Linked DNA regions of Ostrinia nubilalis: region 1 is linked to region 2. Evidence: chromatin contacts called from public Hi-C data. All regions are on one chromosome and are shown on one strand. Each heading gives the region's core, a stretch centred on a gene start, on an enhancer-like site or on the middle of the called end of the contact. The rest is flanking DNA. Distances are from core to core; before and after follow the strand shown.

Region 1 (4,222 bases), core at 1,700-4,199, 200 kb after region 2:
ATAGCAGATGAGCGCAAAAAAAATTAGGAGGATCTGATCTTTATTATGACTACTTTCTTTAATGGCCTCAGGTGATCATTAAGATTCCTTAGTTACCTATCTCAAAGTTCAAGTATGTGATTCTCGGTGTAGTCTCATGGTTGAGTGTCGTTTCATAATACGGGCCCGTGTCTGCCGTTCGAAGTGGGCATGGGTAAGCTGATTTCATCGCTGATAACGTCAGGTCATTTTGTTTTTAATGTTTAAAAGAACTACCTAGCAACTCAGCTTATTGGATGATGTTTCTACGGGCACTAAAGATGAAACTTGTAACTTGTTACATACAACCAAACTCTTTCCTACATAGTTATACTTAAAAAGGGTTTGCACGATATTATCGCAGACAGGATTCGAACCGGCGCCGATCTCTCGAAAGGTGCCAGTTGACTAAAATCAGTGTGGCTCTTTTACCAATAAGTAGGTACTGCAAGAGGTCAAAACTTATTTCTAGCAAAATTCTTATATCTTTGTCTATTTTTTCTGCGCTATTGGTTTTGGTACAGAATCCGAACCTACTTGTCTTCAACAACGCTTTTACCAAAGTACCCGCAAAAAAGGCCCGCCAAAGCGAACAAATTCGTTACGGGTGGCGCGAAAATTGGTCCACTCATTCGTTCGGAAATTAGTTAACGGTATCCGGTGGCACCATTGATAAGGAATTAAATTTAAAGACAGCCGATCGCGAACGCCTATGATTACAAGGTAGATAGATGCAGTGACGTCATCTCTATTAAACTTCCTTGTGTCTAGGTAAGACTCGAGTCTGCCGCGTCCTTTTTAGTAAGCATCAGCTAGCACACCGCTATGGACCTCCTATCTAGGTATCCAGTTAGCGCCACTTACGAGGTCCTATACGACAGTGGCGCCAACTGGTGATAGCAAAATTGCAATGGTACTCAGAGCTTAGGTGAGTGCAAATAAAATGGTAGCACTCTGTATGTTTTGAGGTACCAGCCACCCTAGACAAGTGGTGAAACCTGACCGTATCCATTTCTAAATCGCTTTTCGGAGCGATTAAGTCACTCCATAGAAAGAAACGCTGGGGCGAAGTGATTTCGAAATCTAAACTGCCACGTGCCTCTTGTTTAGGGGGCCAGAAAAAAAAAGGATAACGAAGACCGGACACCTAAATACTAGTCAATTAAAATTAGTTATCGAAGGTATTCAAACTGTTGGAATTACTGTTTTCTGTGTCTCTTGTGGGACGCTAAAGAATTGGTGCTCTTAAAATGCGATGGTGTGAGATCGTTTTGATTGTGTTTTGGGTGCAAGAGACTGTTAGATCAACTGATCGGTCAGTTAGTCAAAGGGCCGTGTTGCAATTGTTCGATAGTTAATGAACTTCACGATGATAATCTTCTCTATCTTGATAACCTCAGCGTTACTGTGGCGACTTAATAACTTTAATAGACATTTAAAGCGATCTAGTGTATAAGTATTATTAACATAAACAGTTCCTATTCCTACCTACGTGTATAAAATATGCTAATTGCTTACCTAAGTTTTATTGATATAATGCCCATTTTCACCATCAATCCCTAATTTTTAAGTGACCCCCATGAAAACAAAATTCCTGATAAGTGTTACAATAGAGATCACTTAAAAATTAGGGATTGATGGTGAAAACGGGCATAATTTACTTAGGGACTCGAAAACGTCCATGCGACGAGTACAAATTTTTTTTTTTTTCAATCCACGAGATTCGAACCCGTAACTGCCGAAGTCGCCTTAGTCAGGTACACACCAGTCCAAAAGCTGAAACAGTTAAAATAAACACCACATTCTTGTAACCCATGTGTGACTGTAGCATTAGTGTAGGTACACATAATCGAAATTTAGAGCACGCTGGCCTATATGCAGCTATGTGGTCCATTTTTGGTGCAAGCGACGCGAATGGGTGCGGCAGTTGCCATGGCGACTGAGTCGTTGTTTTGCCGATCGGGCTTTGTCTACTCATTCATTTTGTCTTATTTTACTTTTTTCGCACGAAAATATAGGCACATGCACATGGCACAAGCAGACAATGCCTTTTTAGGCTCTATGTTTGCGTTGGGCTGAACTAAAAAGTAGATCTATGATGTAGGATAGCTTAGGTACTGATGGGTTTTTAAAATGTTTATTAGAAACGGAACGCTATTCTGCTTGAGAAAGTGCTAAATAATTAAAAAAAAATTAAGAAATACTTACTTATCTACCTAAAGTTTATGTTACATGTGCGATTACTTAGATCACTTGACGACTGTATTGTCATTGTTCCTTACTGCTCCACTTAAGAATTCTGAAAAGTTTTAATTTTATCGATTACATACTTGCATAAATTATTGTTAGCGATTATGTAATACTTGGTTAATTATCTAATTAACCTACCTACCATACAACTTAACAGATAGCTATAAAAAAGAGTAGGTAATTTACATTAATAAAGTAGTGTATATAGTATGTGCTTACTAAATTCATAATTTTTTCTTACACTGTAAGCTGTAACTGGAATGAACATAACTAAAAATAATTTATACAAATGGAACTAATATTACTGTAAAATAGTTAGTAATGGACTTCAAATACTTATCTATAATTTATTGAAAGCTAATAATTATTTTCAACCTGTCAGTAATATTTTTACAGCAAATTGCTAAACTGCAAAGTTTTTTCAAACTTTGGCGCTTTTTTATAACACGAAGTTAGCCACATTACGAAAATCGTTCGGAAAGTTCTACATGCATTTACTTACTCTACGTAATATCCATCTCAATGTGATTAAATTGACTTGTACGAGTATGTACCGTAATTAATTAGTATAAGTTATGAATGTGATTAAATTAATACAAAATATGGATAAAAGTGTGCAAAGTCCTAAAAATCTGTCTGTTGTGCACACATTTTCGTCCAGAAACAGCTGCCATCTGGTGAGCGGTCTGAAGTTACCAACAGGTCCGCTTGTTCGCGAACAGTGTTTCGCAATAACTTTTATAAAAATTACAAGAAAACAACAGTAAATCATGTTGTCCAGCCTCAGAACTGGAGTTCAGGGCTTGGTGCGTGTCCTAAAATATTGTGTGCAAGTGTTTAACTTTGTAAACAAACGGGTTATATAATAACAATTTGACACTTGCCCGATCATAACCAACTCGTAATGTTTGTTTCCAGTGGCGCACTACTTCCAGGGCCCTGCAGACCAGCTCGACCCTGCAGCATGACAGTCTTTTCGTCCACCGAGACACCCCTGAGGACAACCCTAACATACCGTTCGAGTTTACTCCACAGAACCAAAAGGTAACCTTCATTTGTTTTGATTAGTACAACATCCTTCTTTTTCGTTTGAATGGATCTTTTCTCAACCTTTTATCACGGCTTTTATGAATGTTATGTCATCTAATAACTTTACTGTGTGTACTAAAGATAATAAATAAGAATTTCGAGTATTACTCCAATGATAAATCCAATATTTTCTGTAGTAAAACCACTGTCTTTTCAACCGACTTCAAAAAAAGGAGGAGGTTCTCAATTCGACCCGTATGTTTTTTTTCTATGTTTGTTACGCGATAACTCCGCCAATTATGAACCGATTTGAACAAATCTTTTTTCGGCGTATAGGTAATACCTCAAGGGTGGTCCCATTTAAATTTAATAATAAAAATTTTATAAAAAAAAATAAAACCGACTCCAAAAAACCTACACTAAAACGTAGAAAAATAATTACTAATTACCTACTTATTTATTAGGACGAATTATTAATATTTATGTAGGTATACCATGATTGATACTTCTGGAGTCGGTGCCAAGATTATGAAACATGTAAAGTTTGCCTGCACCGACTCCAAAAGTATCAATCATGGTATACCTACATAAATATTAATAATTCGTCCTAATAAATAAGTAGGTAATTAGTAATTATTTTTCTACGTTTTAGTGTAGGTTTTTTGGAGTCGGTTTTATTTTTTTTTATAAAATTTTACTTATTTCTTGCTTTTTAGTTAACTAATTATTACCTTGATGTTACCACTGAAGGTAGGCAGTAGGTACACTGAGACCAAAAAAAATTGGTTCATAATCGGCGGAGATATTGCGTATAAAAAAGTTCATCCCCAATTTTCCACCCTTGGGGGTGAAATATTTTCTTCAAATTCGCATGAAACCACCCTTTTGATAATACCTATTCAACAAAAAAATAATCGTTCAAATT
Region 2 (4,490 bases), core at 1,022-3,521:
AGCAATTTCGCACCCGGTACAGAGCCAAAATCGCCTAAGTTCCCTACTGTGATTTCAAGGTTAAATTATCAAGAATTTTATAATAACAGGTCTCAAATAACTGAAGATCTAGCTAGCATAGGAACAGAAAGTAGGGCCCTAAACAAGCCCTAAAATATAATGACGGTTTGGTACTAAAATAATCTTTACAAATAACATGCACCTAAATCGGAATTTTAGTAATGATAAGACAGTAATAGAAATAGTGCCGATGATAAATAAAATTTACTTATGATGAAGGCATATCAATGACCTAGTTCGAAACAATATAATCCGGCTATAATGTCCCATCACTAATGAACTAATGTCGATAGAAATTACAATGATTAATGCAAGAGTAATTATTTCAATTCCGAATGCCTAAATCAATGGCGCTGTCATATCACTATCACACACCACATACTCCACAGCCAAGGCACTGCGAAAAGTGTGTCTATAAAATCAGTGTGGATACATTGCCGGCGTTGAACTACGCGAGACGAATCTTTTGAGTTTCCGCTGTAGTAAACATTCGATGGATCGGAAACAATACAGATGCCTCGCGGACAGAAGTATTAAGAGACTTCTGCAAAGAGCGGTACAGAATGAGGAATCTAGTTATGGGATTTAACTCCCTTGGCACCGTTTGACAAAAACCAATAGTAATATATCTAGCCCATAGAAGAAAACGAATACCTTGCATTCTTCTATCAATCTGGCAGAATGGAAATATAAAAAACATTGTAGTTTTGTTGTCGAGGAAGGGATGATTGACCCGTAGCTGAATAAAGAGCTAATTAAAGAAAATAATAAGTAACAGGTTCTTCAATATTTCCGATTTATGATAGAAAATGTTCGACCAACTAGGTGACCAGTTGACCAGAAAAAAAACCCATAATAATTTGATTTTTCCTTTACCCGCTTGGACATGAATACAAACAAAGGCATGGCAAGCAACATTGATCAGCTTCAGCATTCATCAAAAGAAAGAATAATTTCGCTAATGATAATGCATCATCCATCCTTGTAGTAATAATACAAAAAGATCAGAAGAAACCTAGACAAGGTGAACCAAGCAAAGATATTTGCTGCAAAAATAGAATTTTGCGATGTTGTAACTTATGAACATTTGCGGATAAGAAATAGATACAAAGAAACTAAAAAAATACCAGGCTAGATAGAACTAGCTAGTCAAATCTTGATCGATAGACGGATAGCCTAAATCCCACTACCAGTGCTCAGAGTTCAGACTAGCACGAAACTAAAGCGGTTTGGCAACGTAGCGGAATGATGAACTTCGCTGTAATGTCGTTTACGCTTACGCGTCTAGCTAGTACGGCAACGACAATGAGAGTTGGATAAATTCGCACACATTACAGAGCTGCTGCAGCATGGGATTGACAGCTGTCAAATCTCATTCATGTTATCAACTGGCAATGTCAGGCAGTTCCATTAGTCAAGAGTTACCTGAATTTTATCTAGACCTGTATGTACGAAATAAATTGCTCGTAGGAAGAGCGGCAACAGCGCGTCCGTGCCGATAGGTACCAAAGTAAATTATTCGTCGACGTTGCCATGTAGGCGTTTCATACAACCAATCCAACTTCAAGTCCAGCAATGACTAGTTGTTTGTTGTGATCATTTTTAATAAATTAGTTTATTTTATATTTTTGTCTTTCTTTTCAATATCGTATTGTTCATAAAGTTCTCATTTTCTACTCGAGCTGATTCAACGCATGGAAAATTGTGCTTTATTGCTTCTTCATAAGGTACAATTTGGTATATCCTATAATAATATATTTGTCTAGAAAACTTCGACTGACTAGAAAAATACCTAGATATTAATAAATAAGCAGGTATCATTAACCTGTTTTAGAATACTAAAGTAATATAATATAAATACCCCTAAAGTCTGAAAACCCATGTTCTTTCATCTCGTGTAAAAGAAGAATATTTTCAAAAGAAGAATGACCAAAAATAAAATGGAGATGGCAAGCTGAAATAAAAAAAAACATCGTTAGTAGGTACACTCACCTCCAGAAGTTGCAGGTGATGTCCAGACAGTTCTCAACAAGTTCAGCTGGCGCAGCGCTTATTCTTTCCGACCTTGCTCCGCGCGGCGAAGATAGCGAAATGCACAACAAAACATTCCCCGACTGTCTCACGCTAGCGACCGGGGAGCGAGGGACCGGCCGCCATTTTGTTGAATGTCAAGTCGCGAGTTAGAGCGAGATAGATAGAGGCAAATATTCACATAACCTCACAACTTACATCAATAATTGTTTCAAATCAGAAGAAACGTCTGTGTAGGTAGTCTTAAATCTTGTAAGTTCTTCCAGTTTGTAATTAAATAATTTTGAAGATAATCTTTTAGATCTTATCGATTTTTCAAATCTTGGGTGCTTTATTTTTAGCTTTTCCACTTCTTGTATTGATTTTTGACAGAAACAGTCAACTGTTTAAAGAACTTTTACTTTTTCTGTCATTATCACACTATTCATTCAACTGGCCAGTCCAGATTAGAAAAACTGATGTTCCAAAATAAATTCAAAAATAATTGGAATTAAAAGGGAACTTCAGAACTACAGTAGCTTCTTCCGGTTCAAAAGGGTCATATTTTTAACCGTCTCTCTTTGAAACCTAGCGTCAATGTTCCATAATGATTTGTAAGTTCACTTCACTTCTATTTAAAATGAATACTATTCAATTAAAATTTATTTCTCATACTACCCTTTCTTTACTTTGTAACATCAAACCAAGATCTCGAGTTTAGTAATGACATCTGTTATGCTGATGTTGAACTAACACAAAATAAGAAAATAAACGTACTATTTATTGTTATATTTTACTATCCGTATACGAATTTTCGAAGCTCTGTCCGTTATATTGTAGTTAATGAACAATAACACGATTATTTAATATTATGTATAGTATTCTCTTACTAGTAAATCAAGATGACTTTCACACGTAAAAGCGATAATTCCGAAATCCGAACCGAGGCCGCGAGGATCAGTCTGAACGAAGTTTCTACAAATATTGTAAGATGGCGCTAACAGACTGGAAGTGGAATTTTACCTAATAATAAAAATCATTGTGATATGTATGTTGCAAATAAACTTAATTAAAAATAAGTCGTTCTACGTAAAAAACACAATTTAATTAAATTCTTAAATAATAAATAAGCAATAGACTCAGAGAATAAACATGAAATCTTTGAGTCCTAAGAAATTAAAAAAAATTCTCTCTTCTGTCACTCACTGTCATTGTGAAATGTCATCGTGTTATTTGTAAACAAACAGAACGGTTCCTATGAAATTCCAGTTTTTTGTAAATAATTAGTGAAGTGAATAATTTAAATGAAATGTTTTTAGAAGAGGCAAAAAAATTAAACATTTAAGATGTTTCTTGGCATGCTGGCGCAGTTTAAAACGGTTGAATTTCTTTTTATCTCTACTGTTCTATATTTCATAAGCTAATTTATTTTTAAATCATCTTTAGTGATCTCTACCATGATTTCAGACCATCAAGGCATTAAACCGTTACTCAGTGATCTTGCCTCATCGCTTATTCAGCCAAGCACTAGATAATACGTATACAGAACAACAGAAAGAAAAAATCCTGCAAGTTATCAATGAAGCCGATAATAACATGCTGTCTAGGTAATTAATTATAACATACTAACAATTTAATAATGGAAAATAATCCTGACTTTAACTAACCATTCTTCTCTGAAGTGGTTTCTTAGGCCACTTAAAACAAATTGAACTTCAGAGTTAACCTTAAAATTACCTGAACAACAACAACCTACCAACATAAATTATTTTTACTAATGCAAGTTTTGGTTATTTTGGAACTGAATAGTGCAGAGTAAAATTTCCAAGATTGTTAATATCCATAATTTATTCCTTTCTAGGTATGAAATACCAAAATCTAGAATAAAAAAGGTTTCCCAGTGGAAGGATACTTATGGTGGCTTAAAATCTATCTCTGACATACACTTGATAGATGGGTTCTCAGACAAAAGTGCCAAAAAACTGTTCGATAGTATATTAGATGGACCGAGCGAACCACCAACAGTTTCAAAGGCCAGCAGTAAAATTAAAGGCCAGATATTACAACCGACACTGAATGAGTCTACTAGACAGGTGTTTTTTTTTTATGTTAATGATTTCTGCAATCAGTCGGCAGACTATAATCAGATATGTTGAGTGTCATTTTATTATTAAAGAGCAGCTGGCCTATGCCTAAGCTGTCTTCTTAAATTACGTGGTTTCTTTTTAGCCCTTTAACCACGTTGTCGTTCTCCAGTAAGTAAAAAAGACAGGTGAATTTGTTTCTAACATCTATGAAATAATATGTTATTTTGCCTTCTACTTTATGCATTACGTGCTGGCCTGTGATGTTTCTTAAGATTTTTTTTAAAATGTAGTACCTGTGGATTTTTATAAAAAAATGACTATACAGGGTGTTAA

What was found. A called contact is a pair of places that touch in the nucleus more often than the background predicts.
Region 1: a contact with region 2 is called in a Hi-C map of whole body, with 5 times the contacts expected there. The contact joins the promoter of LOC135077696 here to the promoter of LOC135077728 in region 2. A contact is called at or near these places in 4 of 5 Hi-C or Micro-C datasets (whole body and whole larva).

Annotation. Positions count from the first base shown.
Region 1 is chr13:13,382,153-13,386,374 of ilOstNubi1.1, forward strand. LOC135077696 (NADH dehydrogenase [ubiquinone] flavoprotein 2, mitochondrial) reads left to right here and starts at 2,950. Exons shown (of 7, transcript XM_063972267.1): 1 at 2,950-3,074; 2 at 3,187-3,312. The coding sequence starts at 3,039.
Region 2 is chr13:13,186,134-13,190,623 of ilOstNubi1.1, forward strand. It overlaps LOC135077728, which reads left to right and starts at 2,272. Exons shown (of 7, transcript XM_063972303.1): 1 at 2,272-2,343; 2 at 3,538-3,677; 3 at 3,932-4,163. The coding sequence starts at 3,667. LOC135077715 (activating transcription factor 7-interacting protein 1) reads right to left here and starts at 2,148. Exons shown (of 4, transcript XM_063972285.1): 1 at 2,053-2,148.